Regions from separate parts of the Sus scrofa genome. Here region 1 is linked to region 2. Evidence: chromatin contacts called from public Hi-C data. All regions are on one chromosome and are shown on one strand. The core of a region is the stretch at or near the end of the contact, and the rest is flanking DNA. Distances in the headings are between cores, read along the strand shown. Region 1 overlaps PLCB1 (1-phosphatidylinositol 4,5-bisphosphate phosphodiesterase beta-1). Region 2 overlaps PLCB1 (1-phosphatidylinositol 4,5-bisphosphate phosphodiesterase beta-1).

What was found. Hi-C and Micro-C count contacts between places; a contact is called where the count stands out from the background.
Region 1: a Hi-C map of liver shows a contact between it and region 2, with 2.2 times the contacts expected there. The contact joins two enhancer-like sites. A contact is called at or near these places in 3 of 47 Hi-C or Micro-C datasets (embryonic fibroblasts, heart right ventricle and liver).

The regions. Positions count from the first base shown.
Region 1 is chr17:17,584,970-17,588,190 of Sscrofa11.1, forward strand. The region is part of intron 14 of PLCB1 (1-phosphatidylinositol 4,5-bisphosphate phosphodiesterase beta-1); the gene reads left to right. Among named protein-coding and RNA genes, the nearest start is that of PLCB4, 330 kb to the right of the region's middle. Within about 2 kb of position 1,707, at least 9 of the 83 cell types and tissues checked have an H3K27ac peak or open chromatin away from gene starts, as enhancers often do. A contact at or near this core is called in liver, where this site is marked.
Region 2 is chr17:17,513,138-17,516,150 of Sscrofa11.1, forward strand. It overlaps PLCB1 (1-phosphatidylinositol 4,5-bisphosphate phosphodiesterase beta-1), which reads left to right. Exons shown (of 33, transcript XM_021077401.1): 5 at 1,435-1,514. Among named protein-coding and RNA genes, the nearest start is that of PLCB4, 400 kb to the right of the region's middle. Within about 2 kb of position 1,729, at least 24 of the 83 cell types and tissues checked have an H3K27ac peak or open chromatin away from gene starts, as enhancers often do. A contact at or near this core is called in liver, where this site is marked.

The DNA.
Region 1 (3,221 bases), core at 457-2,956, 72 kb after region 2:
CCAATTTGACCCCTAGCCTGGGAACTTCCATATGCCTCAGGTACAGACCAGGAAGAGGGGAGGGAGGGAGGAAAGGAAGGAAGGGAGGGAGGAAGGGAGAAAGAAAGGTGCTTATGACTGATGAGGAAAAAATTCAAAAATGATCACCTATTTCCTTTTAATTATTTTTCATTTAGTCTCAGTTCTTTTCCAACTCTAATCAAAATCTTGGCAATCTACAATGTGCCATAAGAAGATCTCTGATTGGAGGCTAAACAAGTGAAGGAAACTTTAAGCTTGAATGTAGGAAGTTCTTCAATTAAAAAGTTTATCTGAGGAGTTCCCGTCGTGGCGCAGTGGTTAACGAATCCGACTAGGAACCATGAGGTTGCAGGTTCGGTCCCTGGCCTTGCTCAGTGGGTGAACGATCCGGCGTTGCCGTGAGCTGTGGTGTGGGTTGCAGACTCGGCTCGGATCCCATGTTGCTGTGGCTCTGGTGTAGGCCAGTAGCTATAGCTCCAATTCGACCCTAGCCTGGGAACCTCCATGTGCCGCGGGAGCAGCCCAAAGAAATAGCAAAAAAAGACAAAAAAAAAAAAAAAAAAAAAAAAAAGTTTAGCTGACATTGGAACAATCCCTTTGGAAAACTGTTTGGCATCATCTGCAAAAACTAAGCTGAACACATACCTATGAACCTCTGGGCCCCAGAGAATTCCATCCCTAGATGTACCCCCATGAGAAATGCATAGAGCTGTTCACCAGGAGATGTGTACAGGAATTGCTTAAAGCAACACTGTTCAGACTAGCCCATGAAGAGATAAGTAAATCATGGTATAATCATGCCACAGAATAATGAGCAGCAATAATGATCTACAATTGCACACAGCAGTATGGACAAATCCCAGAAACACAATGTTGAGTAAAAGAAGTCAAATGCAAAATGAAACAAAACAACACAAAACAACAACAGCAACAGAAAGTATCCACTCTATGCTTCTATTTATATAAAGTACAAAAACATGCAGAACTAACCTGGACCATTGGAGGTCAGGAGATGGTTACCCTTGGTGAAGAATGACTAGAAACCCAAGGAGGTTTCTGGACACTGGTTATATTTTGTTTCTTGTCCTGGGTACTGTTTCCTAAGGTCTGTGTGATCTGTTTATGGGCTGTACACGTATGCTATGTGTACTTCTTTGTATACCAATCATATGTAAAAAGATTTAAAAGTCATTTTTAAAAATTGAAATATAAACTCTAGGGCAATCAGGGAAAAAAAAAAAAAGATTGGCCAAGACTCTTTCTTTTCTTCCATGTTTCCACCTCAACTGCCAATTACTTTTATTGTTTAGATTAAAATCCTCATCAACAGATGTTTTATAATTCCTTGAAAGGTTTTTTAGGTTTTGGGGTTTTTTTGGGTTTGTTTTGTTTTGTTTTTTGGTAGTTTTTGACTGGGTGTTTCAAACATTATTATGCAATTCTGATTCTTTTTTCAAAAATAACTTTTGTTCCCAGTAAGCATGTTCTTTTTGCAGTTTTGGAATGAATGTCACTCACAGGCCACCTCTTTCTCAGGATGATCCTGTCTCTTGAATGCTAGTGAGGGAAACGTGCCTTCCTTTGCATGTGGGAGCTTGTTGTTTTACCATCTGCCTTTCCCAGTCCCCTCCCTTTTATTAACTGGATACATAACACAAATAACGATTTTTACAGGCAGTGAACACTGTTGCTTAATTCAGAGAAAGAGCAAGCAATCTGTTAGTAATTGGGTAGATTTCCTAAGCTAGCTCCCGAACTCGGTTGTGCAATCTTTATTTTGATGGAAAGTTTTGAGCATTTTAATATGTAGGTATGCCCCTGAATAAAGAGCACTGCTCATTTACCATTTGCATCAGGAACACATGTAACTTAGATGTTTTCAGCATCGGAAACCCATGTAACTTGAAACATTTGAAATGTTTCGTATATCAAAGCTCGTCTATCACGGCCCCTGTTGGCCACATCCTCCCCCAAAATCTAGCTCTTTGCCTGTACCCTTGTCAAAGAACTGGAATATAGTAAATTTTTATTGTTCAAAAAGATTCCTCCAAGTTCCCTCTAAAAATGTATAAGGGAGAAATCAGTTTCCTGCTCATAGAGTAAAAGAAGATAAATTCTTTCTTTCCCACGTATGTCAGAGAATGGCGGGATTATTTGAAATGACTGCTGGGTTGCTGTGACCCACGAAGCACTGTTCTGCCAAACACCTTCCTAAATTACTCAATCAAAAGAATCCCCCCTCTAATTAAAAAAAAAAAAAAGTTACAAAAACTCGAGGCAATAAACTTGATTATAAAAACTTTTTAACCTCTTAAAAGAATGTGTCTCTGATAGAATGTTTTCTAGTCAAAGTAGAATTGATTCATCTTATCAACTAACAGTATCAGCATCATAGTTAGTTACATGTGGCTTCCCTTTAATAAACAAACTGTAAATTATAAGCTGTGTTGGTTCTAGACATCTTTTCCCTCTAAAGATTATTTCATGAATACTTTGCTCGCTGCTATCATTCAGTAATCGATTGAACTTTGTCAGCCAAATGAAAACATTTATCAGCTTCTTGGAGGCAGTGCTGGGGGCAGTGTCATTTATAGAGATTGAGAAGCTGAGAGAAGGCAAGGAGGGGAGGTACTAGCCCATGGTAAATTACCTCACTGTTGAGCCAATATTGCCATCTACTGGGCTTCTTATGCTATTGCACCAAGTGGACCCTGAAAGAAGTCAAATCCAACAATTTAAAAGTATGCTTTATTTACTTTTTGACTTGAACATCTTGTTACATAATTGATATGACTGAGTCTGACTGAAGCCCAGAACTTGGAAGAACATAATGCCTTATATCAATGGGAATATTTAAGCTAGTGGAATCAGCCACCTAATCTTCAGAAGGAAAAACAATCTATTGAAATGACCATATATTGGCTAAATGTGAAGCTGCATTATATATGAATGAGGTAATTTCTATGCATAATTATTTTAGAGTTCACCCATTTTATCCTACCCTTTTAAACAGAATATCACCATTTTTAAAGATACGTGCACTGTTTAGATGACAGTACCTCCATCAAATAAGCCTGTAGGCAAGTCACAGGATACAGCTGATACCTTACAGTTTTTGAGGAATCAGCTGTGCTACTGTAGCACCTGTTCCTGTCCCAACTCTTGTCCCCTACCTTGACTTGTGTGAGGTCCTCTCTGGA
Region 2 (3,013 bases), core at 479-2,978:
GCTGTCATCTCAGATTTTCTTTCCTGAAGTACAGGTACTTCAAGGGATAATTTAAACTGCTTGATCGCAATCATTTGTGCAAAATTGATTTTCATTTAATATTTATGTTGTCCTGCTTAATTTTATATAACCTCAGAATGAAAAAGGCTTCAAGGAAAATTAAAGGTTTTTAATTTGAGGAGTTACATATGTACACTTGAATTGATAATAGTGTCTTTCATTGATAACTTAATTTGTGTGACAGTTTTTACTGTGCTTATTTTTTAAATAAACTCAATATTTTAAAGTAAAAAACAAAAACCAACCAGGAGCTCCCACTGAGGTGGCTCAGGTCACTGAAGGTGCAGGTTCAATCCCCACTGGGCACAGTGGGTTAAAGGATCTGACATTGCTGTTATCTTCAGCTCAGATTTAATATGCCGGCCATAAAAACAAACAAAAACAACCCAAAAAAAGCACTGCCTAGAGCACCCTCTTTCCTCTCCCAACACTCTATACCCCAAATTCTACCTCAAATATTACTGTATTACACAACAGCATATTATCAATGCCTTAAATCAGGAGGCAAAACACAAAAGACCAACACAACTACAGTAGAAATAACAAAACAAGGTGGAAAAGCTGTTAAACTAAAAAAAAAAAAAAAAAAAAAAAAAAAGAAAAAACATGATTTCATTGAGGAGAGAGCCAAGTCAACTACATCAAATGATTACATTATTTAGTCCTTATGTCATCTTCTATTAGAAGTTTTTTGTTTTGTTTTGCTTTGTTTGCTCTGGCCCAGAATGTTAATTGTGCATTTAACATTATCACCCAGAATGGAACTTCAAAATTTTTTTGTAGATTTACTCTTTTCCATTTTCCTGGAAGCCAAGAGATATCAGTGGTGAATGGTGTGAGGTAGGGATTGAGATTAGGACAGTAGTAAGGGATTTATCGAGCTGGTGTAGAATATGACATTGCACTGGATATTGTATGGCATTGTGACTGCAACCAGTTTAGAGAACTACTAGAACTGCAATTAACATTTAAAGATCAGATTGCTGGGTATAGCTACTTTGGCTTGACTGGTGAAATAGGAAGACCCTATTTGCAGGTGTGATGAAAATATATTTGGCTATATTTTAAACTCTTTATCTGTTTATATTCCAGGAAAATAGTTAGACATGCTTGGATATTAGAGGCAACACACCAGTTATTTATCTGTAGGTATTTTTTAAAGTAGATAGAATTTTGTTTATGGATAAAGAACATTTCCTTAGGAAAGGAGTAGTCACTCAGGATTTGAATTTAACTATATCATTTTCACAGAAAAAATAAAAAACTTAGGTGTACAAATTGAGCTAATTTGTCTTCCTAGTAGCCTGGCTAAAAACATGTGTCTAATGACTGTACAGTATTTAAGCTAGCACGAGTGCGATTTACATTTTTCAGGAATGGACAAATGAGGTTTTCAGTTTGGCAACAAACCTGCTGGCCCAGAACATGTCCAGGGACGCATTTCTGGAAAAAGCGTAAGTAGCTCTAATTTTATTGCTAAGGGTGTTACTTCATCTGAGTCAGTTTCCTTTCTCCTTTGTGAGTCTTTTGTTTATGCTCCACTGGCTTCTCACATTGATAAACATAAATTTCCCTGTGGGACTTGTTAGAGAACTGATATGTCCACTGTTTGGAATTGGAAGACTTCCAGGAAAGCTGGCTCTGTCCTCAGAATGGCATATCCGCGTTACACTGTGCTCCGCTGAATGTCAATGCCTTTGACACACAGTAAGGAGATACTTCCAAATCCTGGCAGCTGTACTCAGAACCAAAAATTATTCATTTCAGAGCATCTTTGGTCCTACATCTGCCTGTGTTGTATCAATTATTAATCTGAGGAAGAGAATGAACAACATATGGGACTCAATTCTGAGTCTGAGAAATTGTGATAGATGCTACTTAAATCAATAGGCTGATGTCCTGATTCCTGCCATGATAGACCACTGCAGCAAGGGTTAGTAAGAAAAGAGAAAAAGGATGTAGAGGAAAGAGCAGAATGAAAAAGAAAAGGAAAGAGAGCAAAACAGGATTACTCAATAGCTCTGGAATTACACAGTCTCTTCTGAAATTTATTTGACCAAGGAAAATAATGATCTCTGCCAGATGAGCAGCCAGGAAAGCTAGTTGTTTTCACTTTGGAAACTGTGGATGTCCAGGAGGCTGGGAAGCCTTGAAATCAAAACCACAAGCAGAAACATTACTAGGTGGTCCTTTATTTTATTTAACGACTTGCTCTCTTCGCTCTTCTTCTGTAAGACATCCCATCCCCATAGTTCCAGACTGAAGACTCCAGCCCACATTTCCTCACACCCGTCAGTGAGTTCCTTTACTGTGTCTTCACTCAAATACTCTTTCATGTGATCATCTCATCACTTTACTTTGTCACCTCAAGGACCCTTCCTATATCCTTTTCCCTCTTCCCCTTCCTTTATTACTCTTTTTTCATTTTCTTTGATCTTACCATTCTTCCTCTAACAGACATTTCTAGAACATCTGTTGTGCCACATAATGTTAATGAAAGGTGAGAAGAGGTAAATAAGATGTTTTACCTGAAACATTGCATAACTTGCAAAACATCTAGTTGGCTCATCCTATTTACTGCAAATGTCCATTTCCAATAGCTATGTCCCTGTGAATAGCTTCTATGTACATTCTAGACCATGCTTTTCAGTGAACACATTATAGGCATTTCTGTTGCACCTACACCTAGGTATGGGATTGCTGTGTCATAGTGAGAGCAGTTGGTAGTCCCAGTTTGCACACCCATCAACAGAGTTTGTAAGTTCTACGACTCCTTCTCTCTAGCCACATGTCCAGAAGCAGCTGAAGAGAAAAATGGAGTTGTATATTGACACAATGGAATACTATACAGTAATGAGAGGGAAAGATCTACAATGAAAAGCAAAAATATGGATGGATCTTTAAAACACAATATTGAGTGAAAGAAGCCAGACACAGAGTTCCCATTGTGGCT